Linked DNA regions of Rattus norvegicus: region 1 is linked to region 2. A link is a contact called in public Hi-C data. All regions are on one chromosome and are shown on one strand. Each heading gives the region's core, a stretch centred on a gene start, on an enhancer-like site or on the middle of the called end of the contact. The rest is flanking DNA. Distances are from core to core; before and after follow the strand shown. Region 1 holds the start of Sox7 (SRY-box transcription factor 7). Region 2 overlaps Pinx1 (PIN2/TERF1 interacting, telomerase inhibitor 1).

The links. A called contact is a pair of places that touch in the nucleus more often than the background predicts.
Region 1: a Hi-C map of psoas muscle shows a contact between it and region 2, with 3 times the contacts expected there. The contact joins the promoter of Sox7 here to the enhancer-like site in region 2. A contact is called at or near these places in 3 of 12 Hi-C or Micro-C datasets (hepatocytes, kidney and psoas muscle).

The regions. Positions count from the first base shown.
Region 1 is chr15:42,354,652-42,357,721 of GRCr8, reverse strand. Sox7 (SRY-box transcription factor 7) reads right to left here and starts at 1,317. Exons shown (of 2, transcript NM_001106045.1): 1 at 999-1,317. The coding sequence starts at 1,236.
Region 2 is chr15:42,310,311-42,313,388 of GRCr8, reverse strand. All of the region lies in intron 6 of Pinx1 (PIN2/TERF1 interacting, telomerase inhibitor 1), which reads right to left. Among named protein-coding and RNA genes, the nearest start is that of Pinx1, 38 kb to the right of the region's middle. Within about 2 kb of position 1,363, at least 8 of the 93 cell types and tissues checked have an H3K27ac peak or open chromatin away from gene starts, as enhancers often do.

The sequences.
Region 1 (3,070 bases), core at 68-2,567, 44 kb before region 2:
TTTGACAAGCAGAAAGCCAGCCCTTGCTCTGTGACTCTGAAAAGGAAAGAGCCCAGGCTCCTACGGAAAAGGGAAGGGCTTCCATCCCAGCGGGGTGGGGTCGAGGGGCCTGTATGCCTCTCACAACAGGCCTTGGTGCCCTCTGCAAACACAAAATATTTTGAAGGATTTTATTGGTTAAAATAAATAAGAAACACGTTGAAGAGTAAAGAGATTTGAAGTAAGGTGAGGTTCAAAGTTGTTTGGCTTCAAGACTCGTGAGGCGGCGGTTCAGTGGGTAAAGGCATTTGCCACCGAGCCTGAAGATGTGAACGTCTAATTCCTGGAACCCTCATGGTGGGAAGAAAGAATGTACTTCCCACCTTCCAGATGTCTTCTGACCCCTACACACTCAGGTAGCACGCGCATGCATACATACATACACTAACACAAACACGTTTAATATATATGTATAAATATATGTATATATATACTATATATATTAACCCACCCAACCCTGCTCCGAGAACTCGAGAGAATAGAAAAATCCAACAAAAACTCGGATTTCTTGGAACCGTTTTAGCATTTTCATCCCTAATTCTCTGGCCTGTCGGGTTCCAGTCAGAATTATCTGCGAACAGCCTCAGTTGACGCACATTCGTTATCTTTCCCTCCGTGACAGTATCTCTTTCTGACTTTCCTAGTCTTACAACGTGGGGAGTGGAGTCTCCTCAGTCTTCCAGCAAAGGCCGGTTCCACCCAGGCTGAATGTATCCGCCCGTCTGAGTCCTTGAGCTCGAGTTCCAGTTTCCAGGACCCGCTTCGTGTCGCGCCCGCCCCTGGAACCCGGTATCTCTCCGCGACTCCGAGAAGGGACCAGTCCAGAGCCCCGCGCTGGTCCTACGGTTTCACTGTGGCTTGCTTGGGCCCCGGTGGCGTCAGTGCTCAAATCCCCCGCCCCCGGGACGGCGTTGTTACCCGCACCACCCTCGCACCAGCTTCGCGCCCGGTGCACTCACCCAGCATCTTGCTAAGCTCCGCGTTGTGCAGGTCCGGGTTCTGCACTGCCAGACGTTTCCTCTCATCCTTGGCCCACACCATGAAGGCATTCATGGGCCGCCGGATCCGGCTCTCTGAACCCTTGTCCCCTGAAGGTCGGGGGACGGCGGGCGGCGACAGCCCATCCGACAGCTCGGCTTCCAGGGCAGGACACTCCAGTCCCTCGGTCCACGGGTAAGCGCCCAGCAACGAGGCCATGGCCGAACGCGGGTCACTTGGCTTCGCCTCGTGGGGCCGGCGTTGACCTGGCCCTCACTCGGGTCGCGACGTCCAACTTGGCCAGCAGCCTCGGGCCGGGCCCTTATTTATCAGCTTCGGGCCACCGGGTCTGCCAATGACTCTCCGGGGCGGCGCGGCCCCTCCCGGCTGCCCCGCCGCGGCGTCCCCGCTGCGACCTGCCGGCAGGGGGAGGGAGGGGCCGGGCCTGTCCCGGTGCCCGCCCCCGTCCGCCCCTCGGCCTCCGGAGCCTGCCCGGGATCGGCGCTCGGATGCAGGTGCTGCAAGGCCAGGAGGAGCGCGCCCGCGGCCCGCAGTCACCACTGCTTGGCGCAGGAGTCAGGTCCAGTCCCTGTTCAGCTGTTGGGCCGCCCTCCGCGCTGGGACCAGACTCCACTAAAACTCCAGCAAGGGAAAACTGAACTCAAACAGCTTACGTCGGGATACCCGAGGAGGAAAGACACTATCAATGTCCCTAGATCGGCCAATATGCTGTTGTGGACAGATCACACCTATGACTTGGGTCAGCTCGCCCCAATAAACGTGGGCGGCCACCAAGGGTCTTAGGTGGATGTGGGGTCCACCGGACTTCAGGGTCTGCCCAGTGCCCTCCCCAAACTGGCACTCTGGATCTCTAGAGGGGCGTCAGTCTTCCGGTTCTCTGCTATCCGATTTTCCTCTTCTTGTCTACGCCCCCAACCCACTCTCTTTGCCGCTGCCTCCCCGCAGTCGGAGTCTGCATCTTTTGCTAGTAGCCCTTTCTCGGAATTCATTCCTGCTGCTTCTTCCGACTCCAGAGAACGGCTTTTACGCTCCTATGTCCCCCAACTACTTCCTTTCAGTGGAGCCTTCTCCCTTTCCCGCACCCTGAACGAGCTGCGGCCCGGGAACTTGAGACCCTAATGCATACTGCGGCTGCTTTGGCTGTAACACCAGTGGCCACACACAGTAGGCATTCAAGAACTGTCGAACGAATGAATGAACTCACGAATGAAATAACGAGTCGATGTGGCTTGGACACACCCCACTGTAGAAACTACAGCGGGGGGTGGGGGCTAGTTCCCGGAATTAGACCCACAAATATTTATGGCGCGCCACCCCATGTGGAGGCTCCACAGAGGTGAGCTTCGAAAGAGGCAGTCTGAGCGGAAGGCAGTGGTGTTGGGTGTTAGACTCTGCCTTGAGTTACTGAAGGCGTGACAGCAAGTCCGGTATCTCCCAAGACCTTTCTTAATCCTAAAACACGACGACCGATAAGGCTGACCTCACAGGCGGTGATGAGGGAAATACAGTGAGCTCTGGCTGTATAATCTTTGATGGAGATGCCTCTCTAGTCTCAAAGTCCCAGTGCGGTGACTGAATTCGCTTACAACGTGCTAGTCGGCCACTGCTGAGACGCTGTAAATGTCCGGAGAACTGCAACTTCTCCGAGTTTAAGACCTAGTTTTGCCCTCCAGGACCCCAGATAAAATTCATCAGGGCATGAACTTTCGGCATAAAATAGACTGGCATTTCCCATCTCCTCGGGTCAGGGTCCAGCAGCAGCGCTCTAAGACTGGTGTCCCTTCAAGCCGGTGGTCTCTCCCCTTCCCCACTCCTGTGCATTTGTGATTTTTTTTTTCCGGAGCTGGGGACCGAACCCAGGGCCTTGCGCTTGCTAGGCAAGCGCTCTACCACTGAGCTAAATCCCCAACCACACCCCCCCCCCCCGGGCTCCTGTGCAAAGCCAAGACAGCTACCAGCCAGGGGTGGTGTAGCGGGGAGCTGGTCTGGAAGGAGGTGTCTTGAGGTACAGGCAGTAGAGCCACCAGGCACC
Region 2 (3,078 bases), core at 114-2,613:
ACCAGATGAGGTCTTGTCTCCACAGCAGCCACTTCTCCTTGCCCAGTTATGCCTCCACCCTCCATCCCCATTACGCTTTGGACTACACCATCTGGACGCATTCTGAGACCAACCAAGAGCCAGCTGCAACTAATTGTCCACCAGGGTGCGCAGCTAGATGCTGAACCTTCACCCCAGTCCCTTACTAATGAGGGCCTCACTGGCTCAGCACCAGGACCCAGTAAGTCCTTTCTACGCTGATCATAAGACTGGTAAAAAGGAATTATCTCTCAAAGCAACAGTCACTTTGCAAGTGTTTGTGGTGATGACAGAAGCACAATACATATGTATATCGATGACAAAAGTGTATAGATTTTAACACTTACCAATCATTACCTAAATGTTAGTAAAAAAAAAAAAAGAATCTAAAATATTAATTACTATTTGTGTGTGTGTGTATGAGTGTGCATGTGGAGGTCAGAAAAAGGGAACTGGTTTTCTTCCGTCATGTGGGTGCCACGAATCAATCTCAGGTCATCAGGCTTGGCAGTAAGCACCTTTACCCGCTGAGCCACCTCACTGGCCCCAGTTACATTATCTGACATTATTACTTCAGAAGAAACCATACCAGTTACTAGCTATCACCAGCTCTGATTACTTTTTCAGTTAATAGATGGCAAAGAGCCATATAAAGAAGATTAACGATAAATGGATATGACAGGGATATTAGCTTGTGTCACGGGTTCAACATAGGATTTCTTCAGAAAGTAACGGTATTAAAGGGCACTATGGAGATGGACCCAACAAAATCCAGAATGTGGGGAATTCCTGAAGACAGAACCTTCACAGCCTTTAACAATCAATTCCAAAGGAAAGAGAAGACTATGACATCACCGTCACTAAGCAGCTTACTCCAGCTGAACTATAGGCAGACTGTGCCCACCTGTCTTTGCAGGAGTTCTGTGAATTAAAAATCCAGTCTTTATGCTTGCATGTGCAAGGGCTTTGACCATTGAGCAATCTCCCCACCCACACATCTGTATCTTAATAGACATCAACAAGGAGCTATGGTATGTGGCCATAGCTTCAAATGATGAGGAGTGAGACAAGCTGTAAGGAAAGTGGCTAAGCTGGGGAATGTGTATGTTAAGAGTATGCTACACATTACTCTCCCTCTGTGGCAGTGACCAGAGTCTGGTAGGACAGCACAGGGGAAGAAAGCACCATGGTGCTCACATCAAAGTTGTTCCTGGCCGTTGGACCTGTCACAGTGTAGTGGACCCACAACCCTCTGAGGAGTACAGACTAGTACAGACACAGAAGAAAGAAGGCCTCTGGAGCCACCAGCACAAAGGTGGCCCCCCATCTGTGCGCTGACTCAGACAGGAACAGCGAGGCCGGTGGAGGACTACATTTCCGTTATGAGATCATGCACTGGCCACTGTAGCTTCAACTGAAGCCAGCCTGGGGGTTTTCCCTGAAAGAGTCACAATTCCTCTCCCCAGCAAAACAGGAACTGATCCTAACAGGAATATTATGTAATGCCAGGGAACCAGGAGATTGGGAAAAGCAAGGTTGGGGGAGAAGCACCACAGGATAAAGGCAGAGGTGGGGTGGAAAAGCAGAGCCACTCTGAGCAGCCTTGGGAACAGGGGACAAGGGGCAGGAGACAGACCCAGTAGTCATTCAGCTCCTTCCAGCTTAGTGGAGATACTTTCCAGGGGTAACCAGGTAACCTTCAGACAGTCAGAGCATAAAGGGGAAGTGAGCAAGGGCAGCATCTCCCCATCTGAGAGAGGGACTGCAAGGACCTGATAGAGAAGGCAGAGCTGACACTGGGGTAGTTGTGCTACACCACTGTGAGCCTTTGCATCCAGATCCATTGAGGTGCAAATATCGTAAATACTTAGGGTAAATAGGCATTTTACCCTATGTATATGCTGAAATGATGGCACTGCCCAGCTAGGTAGTAGCCTCACATAGCAGTGGTCTTGTGTGTGGTGAGGGCATGGCAAATTCTCACTGCAACACTTTACAGTGATGACAGGCACCAGGATGAACCTACTCATCTTATAATGTTGCCCAAGCTACCCAAGCTACAGTGGGCAAGCAAGGAACATGCTAGGGGTGGAGTCAAAAGAGCATGGGGAGCATAAAGAACACGTCTCAGCTCAGTGACAGAGCCTAGAGACAGATGTTCAACAGCGTGTCAGTGTTGACTCTACTTCTAGACAAACAGGTGCCCGCCATCACTGCTACACATGCCTGGTAATGCACCAACCTTCTTACTATTGTCTCTGCTATGGGCATCATGAAAATTTTTCTTCTTCTTTCTCATGAACTGGTACAGCTTGTGACTTTTCTAGGTGGACATTCACTGTTTTAATGGTATCAGAGTACTTGATATTAAGACCCGTAGAGAAGACCCAGTAAGTAGTTAGAAACCTGACACCAAGCCTGACAACCTGAGCTCAACTCTGGTAAGAAAGAACCAACTCCTGCAGCTTGTCATCTGACTTCCGTGCTTGTGGCATGGTGCTTGAACATGGTCATACATATGCACACACTCCCACACACAAAATAAATAAAAATACTATCAGTAGGGCTGAAGAACTGGCTTGTCACTTACAAGTGCTCGCTGTTTTTCCAGAGCACTTGAAGTTCCCAGCACCCACTGGGTGATTAGAACTGCCAGTAACTCTAGTCTGACACCATCTCCTGGACTCTACGGATAACTGCAAGCATGTGGCATTCATGCACAAATACACATGCATAAAATAATAATTAACACATATATGCACACATACACAGAGTGAGACAAAGAGAGCAAAACATAAAACCCTACAAGCCTAAGAGTCATCCCCTTCTCCAGTGGACATCTGCCTTTAGGTGTAGGCAGTGGCAGGTGCCAGTCCTTGTGCCTGGGCTGGCTAAAGGCAGCCGCTCCCTTTGCCCCTCACACAGATACTGCTGGTATTGCACTTTCAGAAGGTTCCAGTGTCTCTCTCAATGTGTTCCCCCATTCAGCTCATGTCTTCAGGGGGCAACAAAGGTTACGTGATGTCTTTCAGCATGGCTCAGGACAGAAAAAAGTTCTCA